Linked DNA regions of Rattus norvegicus: region 1 is linked to region 2. The links are chromatin contacts, called in public Hi-C maps. All regions are on one chromosome and are shown on one strand. Each heading gives the region's core, a stretch centred on a gene start, on an enhancer-like site or on the middle of the called end of the contact. The rest is flanking DNA. Distances are from core to core; before and after follow the strand shown. Region 1 holds the start of Ccdc28a (coiled-coil domain containing 28A). Region 2 holds the start of Heca (hdc homolog, cell cycle regulator).

Region 1 (4,174 bases), core at 749-3,248, 300 kb after region 2:
GGGATGGTATTTTTTTTGGCATTAACAACCTGAGTAGAGTGGGCACTGAAGGACTTGGGACTCTTCCTCTTTGCTTTCCGCTCTTCCATTGTCTTAAAATCTTTGTTGCATCAATACCAGCTTCATTAAGACCTAAATATGAAAACACGGTGATTACAGCTATATGCCGTAGAGATGTAAAGTGAGAGTCAAAGAGAGAGTCCACGAGTCATTGTGTCGAGTCCATATATACTTCTATGCATACTTAGAAGATGTGTGAATGGAGAGAATGCTTTCGAAAATTATTAGACAGTTGTTCATGGGCGTCAGCAAAGTATCTACCATCTCTCTTCTGCAAGCCAGGCACTGTTAACAGTCCTGGAAAAACAGAAATGAATAAGACAAAGCCCTTAACCTCAGGAAGCCACCATTATATAAGTGACCAATAGAAGCAAATCGCTCATGCAATACCCCAGCCTTGCTGGAGCTTTAACTCACCTTTAAATCTCCCCTCTAGAGCAGATTCAAATATATGTGTATTTAGGGCACCCGTAGTCTACACCTCACCTTGAAAGCTTATGTAATAGACATTGTATTGGTACGCTATGCACCACCACGACCAGACACATATTTATTTATAGACAAGGTGTCGCTATGTAGCTCTGTCTGACATGGAGTCTGTTCTGTAAACTCAGCTGGCCTGGAACTCACAAAGATCCACCTGCCTCTGTCTCCTGCATGATTAAAGGCATAAATCCTCCTTTAATCAAAAGTGTGCGCTACCTTGCCTTTTCTTTTTGTAAAAAACAATCTTGCTCTACGCCCTTGGCTGGCTGAGAAATTACCAACTCGTGGTGATAATTCTCCCTCTGCTTTTGAGTCCTGGGACGATGGGGATGTGCCACAAGACGAGCTGTTTAGATTTGAGCTTCTCTTAGTTCTATTATTAATGTATCACCAAAAAAAAGTGTCAGAAAAATGCATATCTATCCCTCCCTTCAAACTGTTAATAGCATTATGAATATCAGGTCTTTTAAAAAATACTGTGGGGCCGAAGGGACGGCACTGGCTACTCTTTTCAGAGATCTGTTTCGATTTCCAGGCCCAGCAAGGCTGCTTGCAACAGTAACTTCAGTCCTAAGGTATCCAGTGCCCTCTTCTGGCCTCCAGGAGCACAGTAGCACCGGTGCACAGTCATCTAACAAATTTTAAATGTAAAAGTGTTGAATTTAGTCCTGCCACGACTATTTTAAAAGACTGAAACTGACTACCGTCACTCCTAAAAGAATTAGTTGGGACTTATAAAGATAATCTCCGATTTTTGTTTTTGTTTCGCTAGCCACGGTAGGGTTTTCTTGAAAAAGGGGTACAACGTTCAGTCTCTAATCTCAGATATCAATAATGAATCCACATGAGTCATTTGGGAATTGTTTAGATGTAATACTGACTAAATAAAACTTTAAAGATGACTGAGCAGGTTTCCAAGAGATGAGGATCTGTTTAATGATACACGTAAATACAGTAACCTTCAAATCTATGCGTGCTAATACACATTTGGTAACGAAAGGCGGGGGTGGGGTGGGAACCAGTTAACACATAAAGCATCGCCAATAAACCAATGGTCTCTGAGGGACTAAGCTTGCGATTTACTCTTTTCTGGAAGATAACATCTGTCACAAGACCCTGAAATCCTTTCTGTATGACAAATACGAGGGACCTTTCCAAAGAGGACGAACTGCTCACGGTTGAATGTCAGGCCTCGCTTCTATCCAGAATCACCGGAGGTTCCTTTGGATTTCACCTCATTTCCCTTCTGCAACCTAGCCCAGCGATGACCCATCTATACCCAGCAGTGATCAGAGCAAGTGCCGAGGGGCTCGAAGGAGCAGGTTGCGGGGTCCCCTCATCCCATTACATACCGAAGGAAGAAAGGGCTGTGGTTACCCTTCCTCGTCTGGAAAAGGTAAGAGAGAGTTTAAAGCCTCTGCCAGAGTTGCAGCAAGAGCCCACTCAGGTCGCCAGACTGGGTCACAGACCCAGGGCAAGCGCCCTTTGTTTACGGAAGTGATGTAATCGGGGCGGGGCCCTCAGTGAGGCAAAAGCCCCGCCTCTTCCAGGTACCTCTGTCGGGGCTCGCGTCTCTGCTTTGGGCTCCGTACTCCCATAGCCTCCTTCAGGTATGGCTCCAGCGGCCGCAGGAAAGAGTAGTTGTTTTTGGCCACGCCACTTCTGCCTTTGCAATGTCTTCATGGGAATTGGCAGTTTATTGTCCTCACCGGAAGCGGCCAGCCACCTCGGTGAGGGACCGCCCCCATGCACTGCAATTCCCAGCATGCTTTTCGAACAAATCTGAAGGCGGAGCCTATTGTCACCCTAGCAGCGGATCCACATCTCGGGTTGGCTGCCTTTAGTGTGGCTTGGAATGCGGTATTCGGTTCAGCCACTCCTGATGCTGAGCCTGTAAGTGTGATTCTGTAAATAGCCAGTGTCTAAGCATTGCGATTGGGGGTGGTGGTGAGTTCGTTTAGGTTTTCTGTGTGTTTGCTATCAGTCTGTCTTCATTTTCTTTTTCTTTTCTTTCTTTTTTTTTTTTTTTTTTTTTGACAGAGTCTCGTATACCGAACACTACAGGAACTGGTTGTGTTCTAGAGATCTTCCTGCCCCCCACTTCTCAAGTGCTGGGATTATAGGTTTGTGCCACCCGTCCCGCTTTAGCTCACTACAGTTCTTTAAGATAATGTCTTAATCCCCGTCTCAGAAATGAATCAGAAATTCAGAAAGGCTGATCAATCTTGTTATCTGACTCCCCACTTCATCGCTGGAAGAAGGAATTGGGAGTTGAGAGAGAAGGCTCAGTCCTCAACTAAAGAAAACTTATCTCTCTTTCCTTGGTGTGGATGGCCTTCTTAGAGTGGTGATGGGAAATTTTAGATTCCGAGCCTCTTAGACTGAAGCGGCTCTGGTCTTCAATCTCCCTGTTACCTAGAGAGAAAATTGTGTCTAGAGATTATGTCAATGCTAGCGAGGCAGAGCAAAGATGGAGTTACTAAGTACTTAAGCTCTACTATGAGATGTTCTTCCATTAGGAAAAGCAAAACCAAAAACCTGGGATTCTTTAAACAACAACAACAAAACAAAACAAAAAAACAAAACCACAAAGCATTCAATGGCCCCAGTTTCCAGAATGAATACATTATATTTCATAATTTGGTATTTTTAGGTTAAAGAACTTGGACTTCAGAAGAGCCAAAATCTCCTGTTCTCATCCCCTTTGGTTATCTCGCTTCCCACAGACCACCAGGGTCACTAGGAAATGGAGCTCGCTAATTTAGGTGTGTACAGTTAAACTGTTACTGTGTAACATAACATATCAAGTGGCTTTTGGGAATCTGTGAATGGAATTGTATTTTGTCAATTGATCTACAGCCTGGTTTTCACACCCCCTCACACCCTTCGGATCTGTCTCTCTTGGTAGGCATTGCTGCACGGGGTTTGTTTTAACGCTGTGGTACTACATATTGTGTGAAATTCCTCTGGTGGTGACTGTTTCCCCAGTATCACAGTTATAAGCCCTGCACATAGATACAATCTTCACATTTTTCCCAGGGTCTCTCTGATTGTCATATTTGTATGGGCAGGCCTTGCCAAATGATGCCCTCCCCCCAAGCAAACTTTTGCTAACAGTTAGAGTTAGAAGAAGAAAGAATTGGATCATTGGCAGTCCGTGAATAAATGGGAAGCTAAGTCCTTCATTACATCCTGACAACAGTTGTTCAAGATGATCTAGTCCAGAAGTATTAGGTTTTTCTTAGCCTTTAGAATCCACCTGAACTTTGGGACATTTGAGTTTTCAGCCAATGACATAATTTAGGAACACGGGGGGAAAATGCCCTTCTGAATGTATGTAAGAGAAACCACCAGCTTGCCATCCAACTCTGAGAAGGTAGAAGCAAGGGGAGGCTAGGCCTCATGAAACTCTGTCTCCAAGTAAATAAATGCCTTACATTACAAGTACTCATATTTTGAATGCCTATTCTGAGCCCCTCCAACGACATAAAGACTTACTATAAGATCCATGGTCTCAGATGTTCTATTACTTCCCAATCTGTCCCCACATGGGGGACCTTTTAACATGGGCCTGCGGGACATTAAAGTTCCAACCTTACATTTTTTCCATCTCCAATATTTTATTGAT
Region 2 (4,131 bases), core at 519-3,018:
GACTCTCATGAAAATATACATTCTTTCCTCTGAAAAACTAACCACCTGACAAGAAAAAGTTTAAAAACCGCCCAAATAAAATGTCAAGCATCCGGTCACAAAAAACAGTGTCTCCAGAGTAAGAAGAGAAAAATCCTGTCACACCTTAGCTATTACCTACATTCTTCCCTTCTAAAGGATCGTTTAAGTGCTCGTGAAATTATCGGGCTTCTTTAGAAAAACAAACGTGAAACAATTAGACAAGGGACCTAAAAAAAAACAAAAAACAAAAAACAAAAACAAAAACCTCTAGGCTGGGAACGGAAGTCAAGTTCAGATTCTCTTCCTTCCTCAAGCGAGACAGGAGAATTAAATGAATACCCCCCCAACACACACACACACACACACACACACACACACACACACACACACACCCTCTCAATCTCTGGCCTCTCCACCTGTGGCAATCAGGACTACACACACACACACACACACACACACACACACACACACACACACACACACACATCTGCTGGGAATTAAGGTTTTCAGGCAACACAGCGAGAGAGAGAGAGAGAGAGAGAGAGAGAGAGAGAGAGACAGAGAGACAGAGAGACAGAGAGACAGAGAGACAGAGAGACAGAGAGAGAGAGATTAGAGAGACAGAGAGAGAGACAGAGAGAGACAGGAGAGACAGACGAGAGAGAGAGACAGAGAGACAGAGAGACAGAGAGACAGAGAGACAGAGAGACAGAGAGACACAGACAGACAGACAGAGATTAGAGAGACAGAGAGAGACAGAGAGAGACAGGAGAGACAGACGAGAGAGAGAGAGAGAGAGAGAGAGAGAGAGAGAGAGAGAGAGAGAGAGAGAGAGATCTGCTGCGAATTAAGGTTTTTCTTCTTTGGGGGCAAAGGTGGGTGGGTGGATCGGGTAAGTTTTCATTCGGATCACTCTAACTTGGGCACCTTTCCTTGCTTGCTGGCTGGCTCGCTCCCCTAACCCAGTAACACTTCACTCTCAGCCCGCGCGGGCACCACGGGGAGTAGGCACCGAACCGGAGCGCCGCCGCGGGGCCCGCAGCCGCTGTCCACGCTGCTCCGCGTGGGGACCACGAAGGGAAAGCCACCGCGGGGCGGAGGGGCGGGGCGAGCACTTCCTGACTCGCATTGTCCACGCGCCGCCCGCGCCACCCAGGGCCCCGCCACCGCGCCCGCCCGTCGGGGAGGAAGTTGGCGCTCGCCCCGCCGCTGTCGTCTTACCATTCTTGGCGTCCCCCGCGGCTGCAGCCCCCGCAGCGATGGTGGCGTTGGCGGCGCCCGTGCCCGCACCTCCCGGGCCCGCCGCGCCGCCGGTGCCCACCGCGCCGAGCGACACCGCCCCGCAGCCCGCCGCCGCCGCCAGGGCCCCTCCGGCCGCCGCGCCTGTCGCACCCGCCGCCGCCAAGGCCCCGGCTCCATTTTCCTGCTCGTCCCCGCTGCTGTTGGCGCGCTTGTTTTTGCGGCCGCCTTTGCTGTTCTTGGGGTTGGGCATCTCCCCGACCCGCTCGCGGGTGTCCCGGTGTCCGGCGCCCACGAAGGTGGCTCCCCGCGGCGGCGCCTCGGCGGCCACGGAGAGCGCGGGCCGGCCGCTCTCCTCAGGCGCCCGCCCCGCCGCGCGGCCCGCGCCGCGCCATTCCGGCCGCCGCGCCCTCCCCGGCAGAAGCCGGCGCGGCCACGCGCGGCCACCCGAGGCTCGCAGCCGCGCGGGCGCAACGGGCCCGCGAGCGGAGCGAGAAGCTGAGGAGCCTGAGGGAAAAGGCGGGTCTCGGGCTTGTTTTGATTCGGCTGCGCTGACACGCTCGAGGCCCGCCCCCGCCCGTGACGACACTGGGGCTCGAGCCTGGTACCGCCCACCCGGTGACCTCACGACAGGTCGACCCGCCCTCGTGACGTCACGCTCGGCACTCAGCCCTCCGCCCTGGTGACGTCATCCAGGCCCCTTCTCGGGAGAGGGAGGCTCCTCCCGGGCTTCCCTGGCATGCAGACAGCCATGTCTGAGAGCCAGGTAGAGTGTTAGTGAAGTTGTTAACTGACCTTCTGACCTTACTGGAGCTAAAGCTTACAACATGGTCTGGAAAAATAAACAGGTGACTAAAACAGGAAAGCAAAACGAAGGGTTTCGGATATAGGCGTTCCTGGAGAGAGCAGTCGAGCTCCTGCATGGGAATTCTTCAGTCTTGTGCTGGACAGCTTATTTAACCCACACTTGCCAACCAGAGACCCAAGGGCTCTGCCAGGAGCAGAGCCAGCCTGAAACAGGCTGCACTAAGAAGACTGAGTTGTCTGGAGAGAATGGCCGGGCTGTGAAGACCTGAAGGCACAGCCATGCTCAGCGATCGATGGCCAACACAAAAGAAACTCAATGGCATCTTCAGAGGTTTCTGTCTCAGAATGTTTTGTCAGGGCCTTTTTTTTTTTTTTTAATATTACAGGTCCTTTGTATATACCTTATGGCTTCAGGTTTTCTGTTTTTCTGGAATTCCTCACTGAACGAATGAGTGTTTTTCTGCATCTGTATGTGTTTCTCCTGCTTTTTCTTTTGTTTTGTCCTATATCGTGTGTTTCTTTTCATTTTACCTTACTATTTTATTATTATTTAGATGCATATTTGTGTTCTAAGGAGAGGCAGAAAAGCTGTGGATTCGGCTGGGAAGGGAAGTGGTGAGGATCTTGGAGGAGCCGGAGAAGTGGAAAGGATAGTGGGATATAGTGCATAAAAATCTATTTTTAATAGAAGAAAACTGGAAAGAAAGAAAAGGAGATGAGGGCACGGGGCTCCTGGGAAGAGCTTGATGTGGTCTCCTTTTGTGCACTCTATTCTGCCCCTTTCAAAGACGAGCTTCTTTCCATCCTTCTGGTCTCAACTCGCTTTCTTCAGAATGAGCCCATACCTTCCCAGAAAAGCTGTCAGAGTATCACCTTTTACTTGTCCCGTCTACCTCTGATTATGTTGGTAATATGTACACTTAAATATTTCCCCTCTTTCCCCTCACATGAAACAGCCCTATTTTTGTCTTGGGTGCTGTAAGAAACAACTGAAATGAACTTGGTGAACGTATAAATAAAAGGGTCTTGATCCATGACTACAGAAAAAGACTGAACTCACTTTTCAGTGACTTCTTCCTAGAGTGTGATCTTTAATCGCCTCGGCTCTTGAGTCAAAGCACTATGGCTCTGCTGAAAAGTCTAGAAAGATGGCCAAGGAACTGCTCAGACAAGAGCCATCTGCATGAGTTCCTAGCTGAGAGTCTGACAGGTAGAGCCTGGAGCAACTGGGATAGCACTGTATACTTGAGAGCAACTGCTAGTAGTTGGAACTTTTTCGGTGGAAAGATTATAGCCCTTCTTAGCCCTCAATACCCTCTATGTCCAAGGAAAGTAATCCTTTAGAAGGCCCTAAGATAGATAGGGAAGGAGAGATGGGGGAGAGAGGTGAGTGCAGGAGATTAATATCAGGTGCCTTCCTTTATTCCTCATATGTGTGTGTTATTTAATATACTTAATATTTGTATTTGATATGCATATTAAATACAAGATTTTCAAATGTGTGAAATAGGCCTAAAGGACTCTTCTGCCTGTATTTTTTTCTGAACCTTAATATCATCACTAAGCCATTAATAACCTACTAAGTCTTCTCTGGTAACCCAAAGTTAGACTTGTCTCCACGAATCCCCTATACCGTTTTCGCCAGAAAGGCTTACACACTCAGTATGAAATTGTTTACTCACTCGCTTGTCTTGTTTGGAGCTCACCGTAATGGCAACAACTGCGTCTGTCTTACTATTCACACTGTGCTTACCACAGTGGATTTTATACAGTAAGACATCACGTATGTTACAAGAAAAATGAAGGAAGGAAAGGACAGGTGAACTGGAGGCATATGCGGGAAGATTCGGTGGCCACTTAAAATTGGGAATTAAGGACCCCAGTCAAGCTGGTGTGACAGCTGAAAGAACTATGACAGTGAGAAGGCATCAGCAGGAGAGTGTGACTGTGGATGAAGGTAACGGGTAAATATGGTCCACTTACAACGTCGTTAGCTTCATTACTGTTACATCGCATGAGAGGTAGAAGAGTTCAAAACACGTTTCTACATTACCTTTGGCCTGG

What was found. A called contact is a pair of places that touch in the nucleus more often than the background predicts.
Region 1: a Hi-C map of liver shows a contact between it and region 2, with 4 times the contacts expected there. The contact joins the promoter of Ccdc28a here to the promoter of Heca in region 2. A contact is called at or near these places in 3 of 12 Hi-C or Micro-C datasets (liver, mammary epithelial cells and psoas muscle).

Annotation. Positions count from the first base shown.
Region 1 is chr1:14,690,491-14,694,664 of GRCr8, forward strand. Ccdc28a (coiled-coil domain containing 28A) reads right to left here and starts at 1,999. Exons shown (of 6, transcript NM_001037789.1): 1 at 1,899-1,999; 2 at 1-132. The coding sequence starts at 89. LOC102549233 (a long non-coding RNA gene) reads left to right here and starts at 2,285. Exons shown (of 4, transcript XR_010058849.1): 1 at 2,285-2,439; 2 at 2,587-2,669; 3 at 3,200-4,174.
Region 2 is chr1:14,393,423-14,397,553 of GRCr8, forward strand. It overlaps Heca (hdc homolog, cell cycle regulator), which reads right to left and starts at 1,769. Exons shown (of 4, transcript NM_001107514.2): 1 at 1,243-1,769. The coding sequence starts at 1,513.